Linked DNA regions of Pan troglodytes: region 1 is linked to region 2. The links are chromatin contacts, called in public HiChIP or PLAC-seq maps. All regions are on one chromosome and are shown on one strand. Each heading gives the region's core, a stretch centred on a gene start, on an enhancer-like site or on the middle of the called end of the contact. The rest is flanking DNA. Distances are from core to core; before and after follow the strand shown.

Region 1 (3,464 bases), core at 854-3,353, 370 kb before region 2:
GCTGCTTTTGTTTTCTGATCTTTGTATTAATTTTTTGTTTGTATAAATTTCAGGGGCACAATGCCATTTTGTTACAGGGATACCTTCGATAGTGGTGAAGTCTGGCCTTTTAGTGCGTCCATCACCTGAAAAATGTACTTTGCACCCATTCAGGAATTTCTCATCATCCGCCTCCCCCCCACACCCTCCCACCGTTCCGAGTCTCCAGTGTCTGCAGTCCGCACGCTATGTCCCGTGTGCACATCCCTTAGCCCCCAAGTATGCCTGAGCTTTGTATTCGAGCTCACTGCTTAACAACTTGGATTGCTACCTGGCTATTCAAAAGCTAAGCTGGCAGCTCCTTGCTCGCCACTAGATGGTGCCAGATCCCAACTGTGGTCTGCAAGAGCTTCACCCATTGGAAGGGGCCCCTGTCCCACTTTAGCCGGGAGGCAGTTTAAAGGAGAGAAACTAGAAGGGAAGTCAAACCCAGAACATTTCAAAAGGAACTAGGAAAAAAGGGCCAAATATAAGTGTACTAAATTTGGAAGGCAGTCTAGGAAAAAGCTGGGTGCCCAAATAATTAGTGGGTCACAGAAGCTGGCCTGTTTCCGTGAGAATCATCACAAGTGTTCCCCCAGCCCCCAACAAAACGCAAAAAGTGTGCATGAATCCTGGCACCCCCAATGAGAGGCCTTAGAACAAGAAGCAGCAGCTCATGCACTGGACCCACTAGAGTGCCAAGGGATGCCCACCAACTCCCTGATGCCCTCATGCCCTCTCTCCACATTGAGTCACTTTTTTTCTTTTTTTGGTAAGAGGGAAACAGGTTCTCTCTCTGTCCCTGAGGCTGGAGCGCAGTGGTGCCATCTCAGCTCACTGCAGTCTCTACCTCCAGGGCTCAAGCGATTCTCCTGCCTCAGCCTCGTAGCTGACACTACAGGGGTGAGCCCCCACACCCAGCTCATTTTTATTTTACTTTTAGTAGAGGTGAGGTCTCACTCTGGTGCCCAGACTGGCACATGGAGTCACTTTCTACCCAAGAGCTCCGGATCGGAAATGGGGCTTTTTTTTTTTTTTTTTAATCAGTGTGGCCTTTGGGCTGCTCCACACCCCCTTAGGAAGCTGGAGCTGTTTACCACCTGGGGAGCCACAGGAGGGGCCTCTTCCCATCGGACAGACCCCAAGGAGCAGCTCCGGCAGCGTTTCTGAGGCCAGTTGTAAATCCTTTAATACCACAGGTGGATGCACCCTTTGATGGGCAGAAGAGACGCCCCCTTTTCCACTCGTCCTGTGGAAACTGTCTTTCCGGCATGTCGCTATGACTTTTGACTTGGGACACTGGGCTAGCAGGCCGGCGGCCTGCGAGCAGTGAGTCCACATCCACCCTCTCGGTACCTGCAGGATGCTGGTGGCTGGGACAAACAGGAAGGCCTGGGAGGAGCGTCAAGGAACCACAGGCCTGCTTCCCTAAGTCTATTTTGATCACCTTTGAGAATGGTCTTCTTGTCAAGTCAGGTGTGGTTGCTTTGCCTCACTCCCTAAAACAGCGGGGTGAGAGGCCTTACCTGTCATTGTTTTTCCTGCCTCTAGAGTGAAATGAACTGAAACAATCAAGCCCCAGTTTAAATAACACAACCTCCTCAGCTGCTTCAGGCTCTCAGACATGGTCTGTAGCATCTGGGCAGCTCATTAATTCAACCCAAGCTTAGGGAAATCTTTAGGAGAGGATGTCCAAGCTCTGACCAGGTGCTGGGTGCAAAGGTGAAAGCCCCTTAGCTCCAGAAGTTTCCATGTAACAGGCCAGTGCCTCACTAGGGCTACCACAATCCCACACCACAAGCTGAGCCCCTTCAACGGCAGACGTTTATGTCTTACAGTTCTGGAGGCTGGAAGTCCAGCTTCAAGGTCCAGGCAGGGCTGCCTTCCGGCCGTGTCCTCAAGTGACACAGAGAGAAAGTTCTGGAATCTCTTCCTCTTCCTGAGGGCACTAGTCCCGTCATGGGGCTCCACCTGATACAGTTTGTATGTTGCCCCCTCTAAGTCTCATGTTGAATTGTGATGCCCAGTGTTGGAGGTGGGGCCTGGTGGGAGGTGTGGGGGCCATAGGGACAGATCCCTTATGATTTGGTGCTGACCTTGCATAGTGAGCAGGTACTTGCGAGATCCGGTTGTGAAAAGTGTGTGGCACCTCCTCCTTCTCTCTTGCTTCTGCTTTCACCATGTGACGTGCCTGTTCTCACTTCACCTTCCACCATGAGTAAAACTCCCTGAGACCTCCCCAGAAACTGAGCACATGCAAGCGCCATGTTTGCTCAGCCTGCAGGACAGTGAGCCAAGCCAACCTAGTTTCTTTATAAATTACCCAATCTCAGGTATTTCTTTAGAACACTGAAGAATGGCTTCGTACACCACCTTCACAACCTCATCTAAACCTAATCACCTCCCAAAGGACCCGCCTCCAAATCCCATCACATTAGGGGTGAGGGCTTCAGTGTGTGAATTAGGGGTGGGACACACATAGCCCATCGCACCCTTGTCATTGGGTTTAACAAGTGATTGTTCTAAGGATGAGCTGATCAGCTCAGCTTGTGGAGACAGCGTAGCCTTCAGAAAGACAAACCCTCGGGTTGGGTTTTGAGAAGTGAGTAGGAGTTTGCCAGGGGAAGTGCATTACAGAGCAAGGAAAAGGGGATCCTGCCCAAGAGTTTAGGTGTCATCAATCTTTCTTTATAGCTCATAGAGTAAAATAATAACAAATGCATCCAATACATCACTCATTCAAAAAGCATTTAATTCAGCTGTTACTAACGTCCCTGTGAGAACGTGCCTGCGGAATCGCTGGTGATCGTTCTGCTCTTATGCCTTTTAAGAGCTCTCTAGACAGATGGACACGCACCGAGTTGCTTTGAGAATGTCAGACGTAAGAGGCGTATAGATCACAGTAACTGTAGCAGGGAGGGGAGATTTAAAGCATCGAGGTTGTCTTAATATACTTCTGTCTGGCACAGGCTTAGTGTGTACTTGACTCTCCTGGGAAGCTTCCTGAGCTGGGGCCTGAATACAGGTGTGGAGGGAGCTCCGTGGGCAGAGACACCAGAGGGGCCTCACCAAAAGCCAAAGGCCCCACCCGCCTCCAGAGTGGGGAGTGGAGTGGTCAGAGGAGAGGTGTGTGACTTTCCCGACGGAACACGTCACGTCTTATGTGTTGGCATCTCCTGCTACACAGTGATTCTCAGAGCTTAGGGGTGATTTCGTATCAATCTCTTTATGAGTTTGCTTGGGCTGCGATAACAAATATCACAGAGTGCGTGACTCAAACAATAGAAATTGATTTTCCCACAGTTCTGGAGAGTAGAAGGTATTGGCAGGGCTGGTTTGTCCTGAAGCCTCTCTCCTTGGCCCCTAGACGTGTGTTCTCCCTGTGTCCTTACAGGATTGTCCCCCAGGTGTATCCTCGTCCTAAATCTCCTCCATGTGTAAGG
Region 2 (3,899 bases), core at 311-2,810:
CTGCAAGCCTTTTCAAAATAGCTTCAGTGGAATTTATTAAAATTTTAAGCAAAGAACAACTGTACCCATACAATACATGACAGTTTACATTCCTAAAATAAGTTGCTTTCCCCAAATTCTTAGGCTTAATTTTTCCAGTGCAGAAGTCTATTTTCTGTAAAGGGACAGATGGTAAATATTTCAGGCTTTGTGGCCAATATAGTATTTGTCACAACTACTGAACTTCATGGATGTGGCACAAACATAACCATAGGTAATATATTAACGGGCCAGCCTGTGTTCCAATAAAACTTTATTTATGGAGAAGGAAATGTGAATGTGATATAATTTTTCATTTGTCCTTTTTTTAAAATCACTTAAAAATGTAAAAGACATTCTTAGCTCGTAGACCCTACAAAAACAGGCAGCAGGCTAGATATGGCCTGGGGGGCACAGTCAGTGGACCCCTGTTCTAGTGGATATGCTCTTCTCAAAACCTGATGTTTAAAAGAATTTTCCAGGTGTGCCATTGGTCAATGATTGCGGGTAACGCTAAAAGAAAACCAGGTTAATTTAACAAAATACTAACATTAGAAAAATAGCCACATCTGATTACAGAGTTTGTATAAAGCCTCCAGCCTTTACTTTTGGCTATGAGGTTTTATGATTCCAGGCCCCACAATACAGGCCCCTTTTTTCTCACGGTCAAACTCTACAAGACACGTGTCCGCTATTCCCCTCTCCTGGGCTCTTCCAGGTGCACAGAGGGTGGGACTGCGTGCGGTATGATATACTGGTTAGGACAGCAGCTCCGGTCTAAGGCCCTGTCAGCACTGACTAGCCACACACGGGGAGAGTCACCTAAACGTCCAATGCCTTAGTTTCCCCCTGTAAAATGATGTAAGAGAGTTGATAGTGTGGTTAAAAAAATCAGACAATACCACACTAGCCTAAGCAGAGCGCCTGGCACACAAAGACTCCGCAGTAAAAGGCGGCTCCTATTATTGGAACAATTAGCATAGAAACTCAACTGCCGCCCCTCCAGGTGGGCCTCAGAGGGGGTCGAACAGGACCAGACCCAGGAGGGCCCCACACCAACTTCCGGAGGGCAGGACTCTGCCTGCGAGTGAGCCCCAGATTCAGGGACTAAGGCAGCAGGGGTGAAAGCAGGTAGGGGGAAGGCGGGATTTGGGGGACAGGGAGCATGGGGGAGGGAGCAGGCAGCGGGGGATTGAGGGAAACTAGCAGCACGGGGGTTGGGGGACAAGCAGTACGGGGGAGGAAGCAGGCAGTCGGGGGTTTGGGGGGACAGGGAGCACGGGAGAGGAAGCAGGCAGCCGGGGGTTTTGGGACAGGCAGCGGGGGAGAGAGCAGGCAGCAGGGGGTTTTGGTGGGACAGGCAGCAGGGGAGGAAGGAGGCGGCAGGGGGTCTGGGGGAGATAGGCATCGAGGGAGGGGCGAGCGGGGCTCCTCCCACGGGATCCCCCGAGTGCGCCAGCGACGAGGGGTGCCGGTCCTCAAACTCCCGCTGCTGGAGCAGGCAGCAGGAAGTACCTCACCTTTCAGGATGGGGGCCGCCATGACAGACGGCGGGATCCGGCCAGCTGCTCTACGCGGTGCTTGCGAGCCTGGCGGCGCGGGCGGGCACTGGGCATGCGCGGGGTGTGCGCGCCGCCGTCACCGCGCTCCGCTGAATCCGCGTTTCCGGGATTTCTCTGTAGGTGAGGCGGGAGGCTGGAGGGAGCTGAGCTCCCGGGGAGGGGGCCCGATTCCGCCTCGCCGCGCCTCTGGCTGCTGGGCCGTGGGTTTTTCTCTTCTCCTGGGAGTAACGAGGACGACGGCCCCTAACCCCTGAATTAGCCTTCTATTTCCATTAGTGACTTAGAAGCTACCCGGCGCCTCATCTGGGCTCACCTGAGCTGAGGATCAGGAAGGGGAGGGGGCACAGTCATTGCTTCGCGGGCGCTGCGGGACCCCAGCGGAACGCTTTGTGCGGACTTTCGGCACCGTTATGGCCCCTAGCCCGACACCACCTGGGGCTGGTGCGCCACGTTACTGTTCAGGGCCAGACGCACCGCCCTGCCTGCTCCGGGGAGCCGGACCTCCGATCCCGGGGATGGGGGACCCCGAGACCTCAGACCCAACGGAGGGGACTCTGATACCTCAGACCCCACGCGGGGACCCCGAGGCTTCAGACCCCCACAGGGTGACCCCGAGATCTCAGACCCCCGCAGGAGGACCTCCAGACCTCAAATCCCCAGTAAGGGAGTGAAAGAGACTTCGGATCCCTGAGGCAGCAAATCCCTGTAGGGGCATCCCAGGACTCAGGTCACCGCGGGGTGAACCCAGACCTCACATTCAGGCAATCCCCAGGACGCCGATCGGCTGGCACTACCCACTGTCCCGGCCACCCCCCCGGAGCTCAAAGGCTTGGCCCTCCAGCTGCTCCACCCTGCCGGCTCCCAGGCTCAAACCTGCAGCCCGCGGATCCCCTGCCCCCAGAAGCAACCAGATTCGCGGGAGGTTACCTGACTGATCCAAGGTGATACAGCTGGTAACTGATGGAGATGTTGGTAGTGAAATTCATGTACTTTTAGTTCTTTCTATGGAATCTAGAGGTAGAATACATGTACAAGAATATCAACTACCGTCTACTCAGGTCTCTGTTTCATCTGTTTATTCATTCACTCTCAGCTTTTAATAGGATCCAATGAGCCCTCTGGTTCTGAAGAATTGCCTTGAGTATATGCAGCCTCAAAAAACCCACTTCCTAGGCTCAGTCTTTGATCAATATTTATCATTATCACCAGTTATTGTTCTAATAAACTCTACTCTGGAAATATGGTGTTATGGTTTACTTGGGAGTGTGAGTTCAGGGCATCATTGAAGACTCACGTACTTTTACTGAGAAAGTGACATTGATCTCTGTAGATTTAGAATTAAATGATATGATGAAGTATATAAACCAATTACTTTTGGTCAAGGTGGTGAAAAAAGTCTGGTATTTGATAGATTCTTCAGCTCCACGATCACAGATATTTTCTCCTAGGATTTCTTCTAGAAATATTACTGTTTTAGGTTGTATATTAGGTCTAGGTTCTACTTTTTTTTTTTTTTTTTCTCCAGGCAGGGTCTCACTCCGTTGCCCAGGCTGGAATGCAGTGGTGTAATCACAGCTCACTGCAGCCTCAACCTCCTGGACTCAAAGGATAAGATCTGCTTTTAATTAATTTTTGTATACGGTATGGGATAGGGACCAAAGTTCATTTTTTTGCATGTATACATATCCAAATGTTCCAGCATCATTTGTTAAAAAGTTGTTTTTGTCTCTACTGCATTTCCTTTGTGGTTACATCAAAATCTGTGTTGCATATGTATGTGTTTCATTTTAGGCTTCCTATTGTGTTCCATCGAGCTATTTGTCTTTTTGCTGCCAGCACCATGCTGTTTTGATTATTGTAGCTATATAAATAAGTGATGAAATCAGGTAGTTTATGTCCTACAACTTTATTTTTATTTTTCAAGGTTATTTTGTATCTTCTAGATTCTTCAGATTTCCTTTTAAATCTTAGAGTTGACTTCTCATTTTGCACAAAAAAATACTGCTGGGATTTTGATTGAGATTGTGTTGACTCTACAGATGAATTTGGGGAGAATTGACATTTTAACCATATTGAATCTTCTGACCCATTAACATTTAGGTCTTTTAAAATTTCTCTGGCCAGACGCGGTGGCTCACGCCTGTAATCCCAACACTTTGGGAGGCCAAGGCGGGCCGATCACAAGGTCAGGAGATCGAGACCATCCTGGCTAACACAGTGAAACCCCGTGTCTACTAAAAATACAAAAAATTAGCCGGGCGTGGTGGCATGCGCCTGTAGCCCCAGCTACTTGGAAGGCTGAGGCAGGAGAATGGCATG

What was found. HiChIP or PLAC-seq counts read pairs in DNA pulled down with a chosen protein or histone mark.
Region 1: an H3K4me3 HiChIP or PLAC-seq map of stem cell-derived excitatory neurons shows a contact between it and region 2, with 7 times the contacts expected there. The contact joins the promoter of LOC134810812 here to the promoter of MCPH1 in region 2. A contact is called at or near these places in 2 of 7 Hi-C or Micro-C datasets (blood and induced pluripotent stem cells) and 1 of 1 datasets of contacts at active chromatin or transcription factors (stem cell-derived excitatory neurons).

What each region holds. Positions count from the first base shown.
Region 1 is chr7:13,795,976-13,799,439 of NHGRI_mPanTro3-v2.0_pri, reverse strand. LOC134810812 reads right to left here and starts at 2,103. Exons shown (of 4, transcript XM_063816860.1): 1 at 1,858-2,103.
Region 2 is chr7:13,420,509-13,424,407 of NHGRI_mPanTro3-v2.0_pri, reverse strand. MCPH1 (microcephalin 1) reads right to left here and starts at 1,560. Exons shown (of 14, transcript NM_001009010.2): 1 at 1,539-1,560. The coding sequence starts at 1,560.